Regions from separate parts of the Danio rerio genome. Here region 2 is linked to region 1. The links are chromatin contacts, called in public HiCAR-type maps. All regions are on one chromosome and are shown on one strand. The core of a region is the stretch at or near the end of the contact, and the rest is flanking DNA. Distances in the headings are between cores, read along the strand shown. Region 1 has its middle 210 kb from the start of sall1a. Region 2 holds the start of sall1a (spalt-like transcription factor 1a).

The links. HiCAR-type assays count read pairs that join an accessible place to other places.
Region 2: a HiCAR-type map of caudal fin shows a contact between it and region 1, with 15 times the contacts expected there. The contact joins the promoter of sall1a here to the enhancer-like site in region 1. A contact is called at or near these places in 4 of 18 Hi-C or Micro-C datasets (caudal fin, embryo and fibroblasts) and 2 of 4 datasets of contacts at active chromatin or transcription factors (caudal fin and embryo).

What each region holds. Positions count from the first base shown.
Region 1 is chr7:37,373,831-37,379,596 of GRCz12tu, reverse strand. It overlaps a transcript of sall1a not described here. Among named protein-coding and RNA genes, the nearest start is that of sall1a, 210 kb to the left of the region's middle. Within about 2 kb of position 2,691, at least 6 of the 62 cell types and tissues checked have an H3K27ac peak or open chromatin away from gene starts, as enhancers often do. A contact at or near this core is called in caudal fin, where this site is marked.
Region 2 is chr7:37,582,676-37,588,441 of GRCz12tu, reverse strand. sall1a (spalt-like transcription factor 1a) reads right to left here and starts at 2,437. Exons shown (of 3, transcript NM_001146014.1): 1 at 2,336-2,437. The coding sequence starts at 2,408.

The DNA of each region.
Region 1 (5,766 bases), core at 1,442-3,941:
GGCATAGCATTCTGTAAGCAGTAAAAAGGACTGTGCAGCAATTAGATCCCTCAAATAAGCTTAGAGAAATATTTGCCATTTTATAGATTATACAGCATGCACATAAATGACGTGTGCATTTCCAGATCATATTCCTTTCCCTATATGAGAAAATATCCGCATATGTGCATTAATGGTTGCATTAAAATACTAATTAAGATCAAATTCCATTAGATCAAATGTGGACAAAATACTAAATAAAATTGGCCAAATTAAAAAAAAACTTAAAAAACTAAATCTGGAAATGATCAGAACTAGCTTGAACAGGCGGCATGATGATGTTTTATGTGTAAAAATAGACTACTTGAAAACATCTTACAGGATAAACTGTAGTTTAAGACCCAAAACATTCACACACAATTACGGCACACGGAAACCTGTGGTCAGCAAAAGGATTGTTTAGGATTATTACAATCCTACAGCTTTGTTTTGTCTGTGAAAGGTTACAGAAGGACGAGCCATAAAGAGTTTTGGATTAGTTCTAATAACTGAGGAATAATTACAGTAAGTACAATCTAAATAATGCACATGTATAAAACGCACTTTAATATAGTAAATTCTCAAATGCGCCATCGATGCTGCGATTTCAGTCTTGAGCCCAATGCTATCAAAAAAAACTTAAATTAAATTATGTATTTAATTAGTTTACGAAAATATATATTTAATTTTTTTTTTCAAAAATGAGTCAAATTAAATGAGTTGTTAAACGGGTTAAAAATCTGATGTATTATAATGTTTAATATTATGTTTGATTTCTAGACTAAATAAATCTAAGATCCGCAATCAAAAATCATAAGAGCATTAAGTAAAAATCATCTTCCGTTAAGTATTTATTTAAAAATAAATTTACTAAAGTAAATAAATCCAAACTTAATTATTTGTAAGTAAAAAAACATGTTGATCATTTTTAATGATATCACAATAAGTATTCTGGTCAAAATGTTAGCATCAGCTTCATTCTAATATCGACCAGAGCGAACAGTTTCTTTACACATTACGGTCACGACGTAATAAGCGCACCAATGAAGTTGCTCATCTCCAACACGGCATTAGCTCAGCTCAAGCTGGGGTCAAAGGTCAATGGTACAAACCAAGATCTTCTCTCCTCTCCCCCTATTGCTTCTCTAATTGCACAATTGGATTAGCGCGGAACCTTCCCCCAATAAGAGAGCTCCCCCAGATTTAATATGGCGCTGGAATCTGGTATATAAGATAATTTAGATGGAAAACTCATGACTGGAGGCTTGTGACATCCAATTCAAGACAAAGCTACTGAGATGTGTGTGTGTGTGTGTGTGGTGGGGGGGAGTGTGTGTGCCGTAAGACATCCAGCACACCTGAACACACAGTTTAAGACAGGAAAATTAGGCAGACTGTTGAGCGCCGTTTTCACTGCAAGAACAGCCAAGAGAACTTTAAGAATCTCTTCCAATTAACTTCACGAAAATGACTGCAGTGTGTAATGACAACTTCCCCCTAATTGTAACTTTAAAATAGAGTTGCAGTGCTCCAAAGATACACTCCATTAGCTGTCAGCGAAGAGAAAAGTGGTGACAGAACTGCCACACAATCAACAGTTAGAAGACAGCCAAACTGTGAAGAGCCCCTTCTGAACCCAGTGAGTGAGAGATTGGTTTTAAACTGTTAAAATCATTGGCAACATGCAGATGAATGTCGAGAGAGAGAAAGAGGCTGCCACAAAACATACAAACACACCGGCATACTGTACACACAGACGTGAGTATTCGACGCCTTATTTGATTTAAAAACCAATGCTGTACTGAATCTATTTTTTTTAATCGATTAGATTTAAGTAGATTTAACAATGTGTGTATTTGTAAAATAATTTCAGGGATATAATAATAAATGTTAACTTTTGAATCAAGTAACAGAAAACAAATATTAATATATTTCTTGTTCACATTTCCAGACTTTCAGAATAAATAAATAATTACTTAATATTTACTATACACTATGGACATTATTTTTATATTATTTTTACATTATTATATATTTTTTTACACCTGTTTGTTAAGTCTTTTTAGCTGGTATGCCATCATAACCTGTCAATTTACCCTCAACTCAATTATGTGTGTGTTGTGTGTGACCATGTACAGTATACATGCTTTTCTATTGTGTGTGAAATCTTAATTATGAGTCATCCTATAGATATAAATATAAACAAAAATCATTCATCAACATTTTGAAACTATAAATGCATCCTATTATCTGGCTAGAATTAAGATTAGATTAGAAATGGAAGACGATTTACCCAACAATGATGTATTGAATATAATATAAGTACTAAGTAATATTAACCATTACAACAGTAACAAGATTGTAGGTCATCAATACTTTTTGTTGTTGCCATTTTTTTGTCGTAGGCCTCACATTGTACACACCTCTCTTACACACTGCATTCAGTAAAGACACTAAACGTAAATACACACCTCTCTCTCCTCTGCATACTGAGAACTCCATGATACCGGTGCTCGACGCCGCATCACTGCTCGACTGCCCCTCACTCTCCCCGAGACCAACAACAATTTCTTTTCTTCTCTCTTTTCCTGCTTCTCTCTCTCGCCCCTTTCTCTTTCTATCTCTTTTTAAGAGTCAGTGTCACAGAACGAGACTTTAAATGCTGCTGCATCACACACACATTCACAGCGTAAAAGAGAGGGAGAGAGTGAGTGTGTGTGGGAGAAGAAACAGAGTAAAAGTCAGAAAATAGTCAAATATCGTAATCTGTATTGATTTTATTTCTTAAATCATATAATTTGTTCAAATTTATACCATGACATAAACAGGAAATCTACACTTAGGCCAGGAAGTAATTAGAAAACGCAAAACACACATACACACAAACAGATATGTATACATGTTTACGTACACTAATATCTATTTCTTACTTTCATACAGTACGTCAACTCAGTTTATATATATATGTGTGTGTGTGCGTGTGTGTGTTCGTGTGTGTGAGAGAGAGAGAGGAGTCAAAGACATGGGTACCGGGAAGCAGTACGAAGCTTGTTCTCTCTAAGCTTTAAAAGTTTGATAGAGAAGATGCAGCAGCACCACCTTCTGGTAAACAAAGGTATAAAGGGCAAAAAGACACCAGACCTATGAGCTTCATAGAAAAAGTAGTCCGAAAAAAGTGTGAAAGATCATTGATATATAAAACTTTCCAGTGATTATATTAAATGATACTCTTCGCCATTTTCATCATCACATAATGAAAACAGAAAGCTTTACCTAGACCCCACCAAGCCGTGCATTCATATTTCTTTGCCTCCCCCTCTCTATTCCAGCTGCGGTTAGAATAGAGGGATGTAAATAATCATCTGTGTGTCTCACCCCCATTTCCTACAGAGGATCTCCTGCCCTCTAATAACAACTTAATCAGTGTGATTACACATTCATCACCGTGTGTGTGTGTGTACCATGTGTGTGTGTGTGTGTGTGTGTGTGCTTTTGAAAAAGGGGGGCTGGTTGTTTTAGTTGGGAAATGAAATATTTGGGACCAGGTCCTATGGCCTGAGAGAGGACAGCAAGTCACATGGCAGCTGTATAAACACTGGGAATGTTCTGCGGACAGGTACAAGAGAGACTCCAAATTTGCAACAGCCCAAAACCATTAAGGTGCAACGGAAAAGAATGAATGGACGGCTCATATTGAAAACATGAATGATTAATTATTGAAAATACGACAGTAATGGGGTTGCCATGGCTAGCAGGGAATCCAAAATAAGAGAAAGCAATGGCACTTTTCATGCTTGAACGAGAGTTAATGTATTCAGTTTTAAATATATGAGAACTTTGCACGCAAGTGTGCGTACAGTATGTGTGTGTGATCAACAGAAGCAGCTATTAACTATTAATTTTATTATCATTGCTTTTTTTTGGTTTGAGAAAAATAATTTTAAACCATAAATACCAATCTAGAAAAATTATATAGCCTACTGTCTCCAGAAAATTCAGTTGATCACTTCAGTCATCAACATAATGACACAATCGGAAAATGTATGCTGTCTGGAATGAATTAACACTTTACTAAATTTTCTTCAAATGCTCAAATATAATAACTAAAATGTGACACAATTAGCTTAAAAGTGAAAATTGTTTTAAATTCCCATGTCGTGTATTTAACTGCAAGGGGGAAAAAAGCTTCAGCACCTATGCCTTAATTTATGCTACTATAAAAAAGGTTATGTTGACAACAACCTATGTGAAAAACTTTTCAAACCGTGCCACATAAATCACATGCATAATAATTATGCAAAATAATTATGCAAATGTTTGCCAGGGCTGTGTGTTCACAACCTCGCACCTTTTATAAATATATTAGATGCCTTTTTGCATATGAAGAGGTGAGAGGTATGCAAGCGAGATGAAGGTGTGGGTACGACGCAGGCTATGAAGTTTCAAAATGATTTTACCTCCTTTAACAGTCACACCTGTTGAGATTAAGTGTGTGTTCAGGAAGACGGGAAGGAAACACAAATTAAGCGCTGAGGATTTATAATCATACCAGCAACTTCTCATAATGCTTGCCTCAAGCTTTCACACAAAACTGGCAAACTTGAAAACTCCATTGTATTAATTCTTGGAGAAAAAAAAAAAAAAAAAAAAAAAAGCTGATGACTTTCTTTGGGAAGGAACAAACGCATCTTCCCGATCTTTATCTTAACATTAATTCAGAACAACTTCAGTTCAATCACAATTGCCCATGCACACGGAAGCTAAAATCAAGAATGATTGACTTTTGCTTGTCGTTCTGCTTGCTTTTTGCTTACTATCACTTCCTCCGGCATAGATCTGTGTGCTCTAATCATCCTTTATTGAAGCTTCTCCCTCTGCAGCCTTTTCAAACCCTCGTCAGCAGTAATGGCCACATATTGTTTCTGTGAGTGTGAATTGATTTATATCAGCAGTAAAGCATCCCCAGACATGCAGAGAGGGTCATTGGAACCCAATAGCAATTATATGTGTTAGTCTGAACAGAGAAGGCCGGGGAAAAAGTCGGATCAATACTGCCAGCAAAGGTCAGGAAGATCCAGGCAACAAGGAACAACAAGGAAAACACTTTGTGTATGTGTTACGCCGTCTGCATGTGTGGAATAGAATAATTGCACAAATACAAGAATCAACTCAAACTACAACCACTCATACATAAAAAAAAAAACAAATCAGTCAAATTTATGATAAGAAAACAAACTGGCAGCTACGGTTGCTAGAAATTTACTGTTAAATTTCTGGTAGAAACGATAACAATAATTATACCATTTATAGTGTTATACACATACATTTTTTAAGTACTAACATCAACAAATCATCCCTTTACAACACAGACTAAAACACAACCAAAAGCATGTGCTGATGAGAAAATGACACTATGAACCAACCACAAAAAGCTTGTCCACAAACAGAGAAACATACTAATAGCACGGGGAAGGTGCTCATCCACAAGCTATAATAGCTAACATGAAGTTTAAATAATGCCAAAAATATTATTAAAATTAAACGTAGCATAAATCTCTAATGTACATTACTGACAACAAGTTTTTGACAAAAGAACAAAAGTAATGTCAACAAAAAAAAATCATGCGGGGGATTCTGGGAATGTCAATTTTCGGTTATATTAAAGGGAACCTCTTTTTGAAGATTTAAGATAAGCCTTTGTGTCTCTTTAGAATGTGTATGTTAAGTTTTAGCTTAAAACACCCATCA
Region 2 (5,766 bases), core at 1,188-3,687, 210 kb before region 1:
AATGGCATGATTTTGAAGATTTGTTTTTTCGTTTCTGAAATTCTAGCATTAATCACATAAACTTCACTTTTGAATGCATTTCTCACGGAAGACGCCAAACAACTACTTTTGCAAATCTGGGCCTGTTCTCGTATTAATTTTTAATAACATCGAGCTGATTGCTGCACATGCATGTTCTCAAATTAAGAGGGCTATATGGTAAAATAAGAGGGTGTAATTATTATTGCATCTCATCAATTATATCAGCGAAAATATTTTTTATAAAATTCTGTGGATGATTTAGACTAATTAATAGTACTGATAAATTTGTCTATATTTATATTTCATATAATCGAACATCAACACATTAAGGAAAGCCTCTGAAAGTTATGTCTTCTAATAGCAACTGGTGTCCACAGCGGCCCATGAAATTGAACAAAAAGCCGTTTATTTTATTTTCATTTAGAAGACTTGATTAGTCAATTTAAAGTGAAGATGGAAGGCGTAAACAATGTTGAATTCAAGTGTTATTTGAAGTATTAATAATCGCGATGTGCCAGTCATTAATGTCTCTATGAATCTTGTAAGAACTGAAGGTAAGCCGCAGTCAAAGAAAAGTGCTTTATTTCTATGGCATACTTTCTCTTTAGCATACAAGTATGTCACTTCTGGTAAATCAAATAATCCAGAACGGAATATTTAAGATAAAACTGATTAAAATAGATATTTTTTTTATTAGAAAATTAGTTGGATGCAGTTTCGATATGAAATAAAATCCTTACCTCTTCAGAGGTCCCATTCTAATCAGAAACATGATAGCTTACAAAACGCTGAGTTAAGCAATAGATAGGACAGTTCCCCCGACACACTCGTTTTAAAATGGTTCAAACAAGACACTAAGTGATCAAAATGTTCAGTATGCCCTTTCTATTCTTTTTATAGACCTGAGACGGCCTTTGATATGTGCAGTTTAGAAGTAGTAAAACAGGTAGCATATAAGACCTAAATTTGTAGTCAACGGCTCTTGCAAAACCTTTAGTGACTGCTTGTCTGACTTGAAGCTGAAATCTTCTCACATATTAAAAAACTATTGAATTAAATTTAGCATGAGAGCATATGCTATTAGAAAAAAGCATACTTATAGTTAGGTTCATGTCGTTACTTATATATTCAAAGTAAAATAACAAATTCATAATTTTGGATTTTCATTTGTTTAGCCTAAATGTGTATAAACTGATGCTTTAAAAGTTGTCAACGCACGGTAGGCTTTGAGAGATGAGTTGTGTCACAGTGTGGGACAGAGTGTGTCGGAAACTACATGGCACAGTTTAGTAAATCAGCTCTTGATATAAAATCTCATTTTAAAACGCATTTAAAACTGCACGTGAAAATATTAAAGCGTGTTTTCAAAATCCGTCTATTGTATAAGACAGAATTTATAATGACGCAAAAAAGAAACAAAATTATATAAGTATGAAGTCATAATAGAAAAGCTCGATTACATGAGATTATGTGATTTCGTTGTTCGATCGCCTGTGACTACATGCTGTTTAACTTTGATTCGGTTTACTATATACCTCTTTTAAAGTTTAAGAAACCTGAGAAATAATAGTAAAATATTTTAATAAAAAAAGTTTCGTTGATTTAACCAACGTTTATAAAAGTTAGCATTATATAATCTTTGATAACGGAGCGCGACAGGAACAGTGTGCCACTGAGATAAAACTGTGTAAAACTATACACAAAATAAAAGAATTGTTTAAATAATAGGTTTAATGTCGTTTCTGTGTGTTTTGGCGGTACCGAGGTCTAGAGATGCAACACAAGAGAGGAGGAGGGGGAAAAGCTGAAACCATGCGAATCCCCACTTGTGTGGGCAACTTAAACGGGCCAGAACCAAACTAATTCGATGAGTTTTAACTTTTGCCAATGAATGCTGTATGGTGAAATTTGAAAGCCTTAAAAAATAAAGTAACGCGCAAACGTCACCCAAATTACAACTGGAAACCAATTTGTTAATAAATAAACAATAATTGCAGAAATATGTTTGTTCATTGAAGAATATCACACAGAACATGCGTAAAAGTGCCTTTGTGTTAAGCACAAACTGATTTCTGACAATAGCACGGGAAGTCTAAAAGTTTCCAACTGTACTTTAAAAATACAGCAGTCCCTTCAGCAGCACAAATATTAGCTATAAAGAAAGAATACGATGACCAGTTCCTTGCCTGGGATTAAAAACAAGGGGGATTCACTCTAAAAATGTTAAAACCAACAATAATTAAAATTAAGTTATAAATCCTTTGTGAAAATAGTGCAAACTGAGTTGCTGTGTGTAATAAGGGCTTGAACTCACCATTGTGCTCGGCTAGGACCAGCTGCGAGTCGGACTGGAAATGCTGCGGCTTCGCTTGTTTCCTCCGCGACATGCTGGCTCACGCATCAGCCACGAAAGAATAAAAAATTACTATCAAATCTGCTCAAAATTACGGAAATCGAGCCCATCCACCGCGCATGTGTCCTGTTATGATTATCAATAATGCCTCGCGATTAATCATGGAAGGGAGGGGGGTGGGGGGTCCTCTGAAAGGCGATTGGCACCTTGCCAGCCCCCTATTCAAATGAAGTCTCTTTAATCAATTAGCCGCTGATTTGCTGGGGACTCTTGTCTCTCTTGCTGCTCCCACCCAATGAGTTGATCCGTGAGGAAGAAAGGCTGGATTTTCCAACTCCCTTTAGATACAGTTTAACCCTTCTTAGCAACCATCTGGTGGCCACGTTAGAGCTTAACTTAGCCACTACAGGAATGTCAATTTCTCTTTCGAAAGACCAACCGTATCTTTTGATCTGTCTGGGCATCAAAGTGGCGCTCAAAAGTTGCAATTCACCCAAAAGTGTCCGGAGACTCAAACTCTCTGCCAAAGATCTTCCTTTCCCGTGGCTTGACGTTTCGGAGCGTATCGCGTATCCTGGTTTGTGATTGGCATTAAAGTTGCTGTAATTCAGCTCCTGGATGACTGCAAGCGCACCGTTTCTCACCAATTCGCTCTCTTTCCTCAAGGCAACGGTGTTAAAAGTAGGTCGGTCAGCCGAGTTTCGTGCGTAATGGCAACTATCGGCGTCTCGAAAGTCCAAAGAATATATCAGATGTCCCAAATCAGATTCATCTGATTATTGCCGAACGGGATCAGTAACACGTTTTCATCACACGCCGCATTCAGCGAACAAACAAACTTTAAGGGCCCATGCAGAACGGTGAGAAATCCCGAGCCCCACCCCTCTGTTCTTCTATTGGCCAGTGCTCTGCTCTATCATAACTCGCGCTCTCTGTCCCTCTCGGTCTCGCACCCACCTCTCCTTCACTCTCTCACCGCGCGACCGGCAGACAGAGGAAGCGCTCGTGGTTCACAGCGCAACTCTTCAGCTGCGCGAAAGCATCCCATCCAGCCTGTTTGAAAATGATTTCGCTCAATATATATTTCGCTTTTTACGTTTCGAGGCGGTCGTGGAGAAGAGAGAGCTCGAATCTGCATTGATAAAATGTAGAAGTCGCAAAAAGTTGAAAAAGTCTGGAAACCATCAAGAAAGTGTTTGGAAACGACGGTGTGCCATTAAGAGTCAGTTTAACCAGGATGAAAACTACGTCGTTGTTTAAACTACTTATTCTTAAGACGAGGACTTGTGCTATAAGCTAGCTATATTAACAAGTTTTAAATAGTTTATTTGCAAAAATCAAAAGTTTGTATAAAAGAGCCACGAACAACAATACTCGAGCAATTATTGTTTTGCTTTAACTTTACGCACTGAAGCGCCTGCACACATCTATTTAACAACTAATAATTTCCTATTTATTTTTATTTTTTCAAAAGCACACATATGCAAAAAAATGCATTACTACATAGCGATAACATCCCAGACCTTTTTTAAAAAAAATAATAAAAACGCATTTTTTTTCTGTTCGTTATTTTATATTTGATATTGTTTAAAATCTTGAGTCTAAGTGCTCCATTGCAAATAATTAAAAATAAAATAATTATAATTGTTGTTGTTGTTATTATTATTATTATTATTGATATTATTATTATTATTAATCTGTTTCGAAAAAAAAGATTCCCCATGGATTGCACTGCAGCGACCTGCAAAGCTGAAGATTTATGTCCTAGAAAAGACAAACGAAGCTATCAGTCTAGCTGATTTTGAGAAATGAAGATAATAACGTTACTATAGGTGATGTCTAGGATGCCATTATTTCTCACTGAATATTTAACGAAGTGCTGCCGGCGAGATGGATCAGGTCCTATAGCGTCAGCTATCTATACTTAAGGCGACTGTTATTTACTTATTAATGAAAGAACAGAGGGAAAGAACAGAGGAGTAAACGGAAGACGTGCACTTTTTGTTGTAAAAATTATATAGGAGGAGATATCAATATACTACTTAATTAGAAAAATCATAAGGTTATGTTTTGTTTTAAATCAATGTAATATTAATTTCTTTATTACACATATATGGCCTTAGCGCATTCTCCACTTGTTCAAATTAATAGCATACATTTTCAAAAGCAGTTGTCATAATTGTTCTTTCTTTCTTTCTTTCTTTCTTTCTTTCTTTCTTTCTTTCTTTCTTTCTTTCTTTCTTTCTTTCTTTCTTTCACTACATAATGAGCCTAAACAGAAATATATTCTTTAAAAAGTGTAGACAAGACAGCATACCTGAAAATCATACTGTGTCATAAATGCAAGGATTCGGACTGTGAGAAGGGGGCAATATTGTGATGTCCCCGGTGAGAGGATCGATGCTCGGTTAATTGATGTGAGTGTTGGTGTGGGGCTGTAAACACGCTGATTTGCAGCTCAGCCGAGCGCGAGACGCTATAAATGAGATTCCCCGCGCGCGCTCGGACAATCACCGCGTGAATGACACTAACGGCGAGAAATTTGGGCTGTGACTCGGGAGAAGTCAGGGGTGCACCACAAGAATGGGGGTAGGGGGTTAAGTGAAAGCGCTCAAACACTCCCTCCCTCTTACTATTATGCGGCGGCAATTAATTGGCAGGGCTGACAAATGTTTGGAAATATTATCTGTGTGACACTGCCTTACCGGTGCGCACGAAAACACACTCTTTAAAGTTAAACATCTTTTTTGAGACATGAGAATATTTATTACGATCATCCAAATATGAAAGATCTAAATATCTAAAGTAATATTTTTTCGTGTAAGGAACAAGTCAAGGCTCTTTCTAGAACGCAGATGCTCGCGCTCACTCTGGGTGTCACGCGCTAATCGATAAGAAGCATATAGCAGCGGGAGCGCGTGGGGTCATCATTCACCATTATCACTGACAACCGATAATTGATCATTCCACAGAAACAGAGGGTGTTTGACCGCATAATTGAATAGCATAAGCAGTATGGATGATTTTTTCCTCTCTTTTATGCTTTCGTGTTTGTGGACGCCACACATCACCGTTGTACGTTTTTAATCTCTTTTAAAAGAGCTTCCTTTTGTAGCATAGTTCAACGTGGCTTTCACTGAGAAGCTGAACTGCCGCACTCACTGCGTGCAGAATTACAAACAGTTGGATCACACTTTGAATAGCATCAAGACGAAACAGTGGCGAATGTGAACGAGGACCTTATAAAACGTTAAACTTCATGACAGAGGGAAAAGCGCGTCCTCTCTGCGTCCTCCTAACTGTTGAGCTATAAATGAAAGATGCTTCTCTCCACTCTCTCCTCTTGAGGAATTTAATGCTGCTTTTCTATCAGGCTGATTTACACTCCGCCT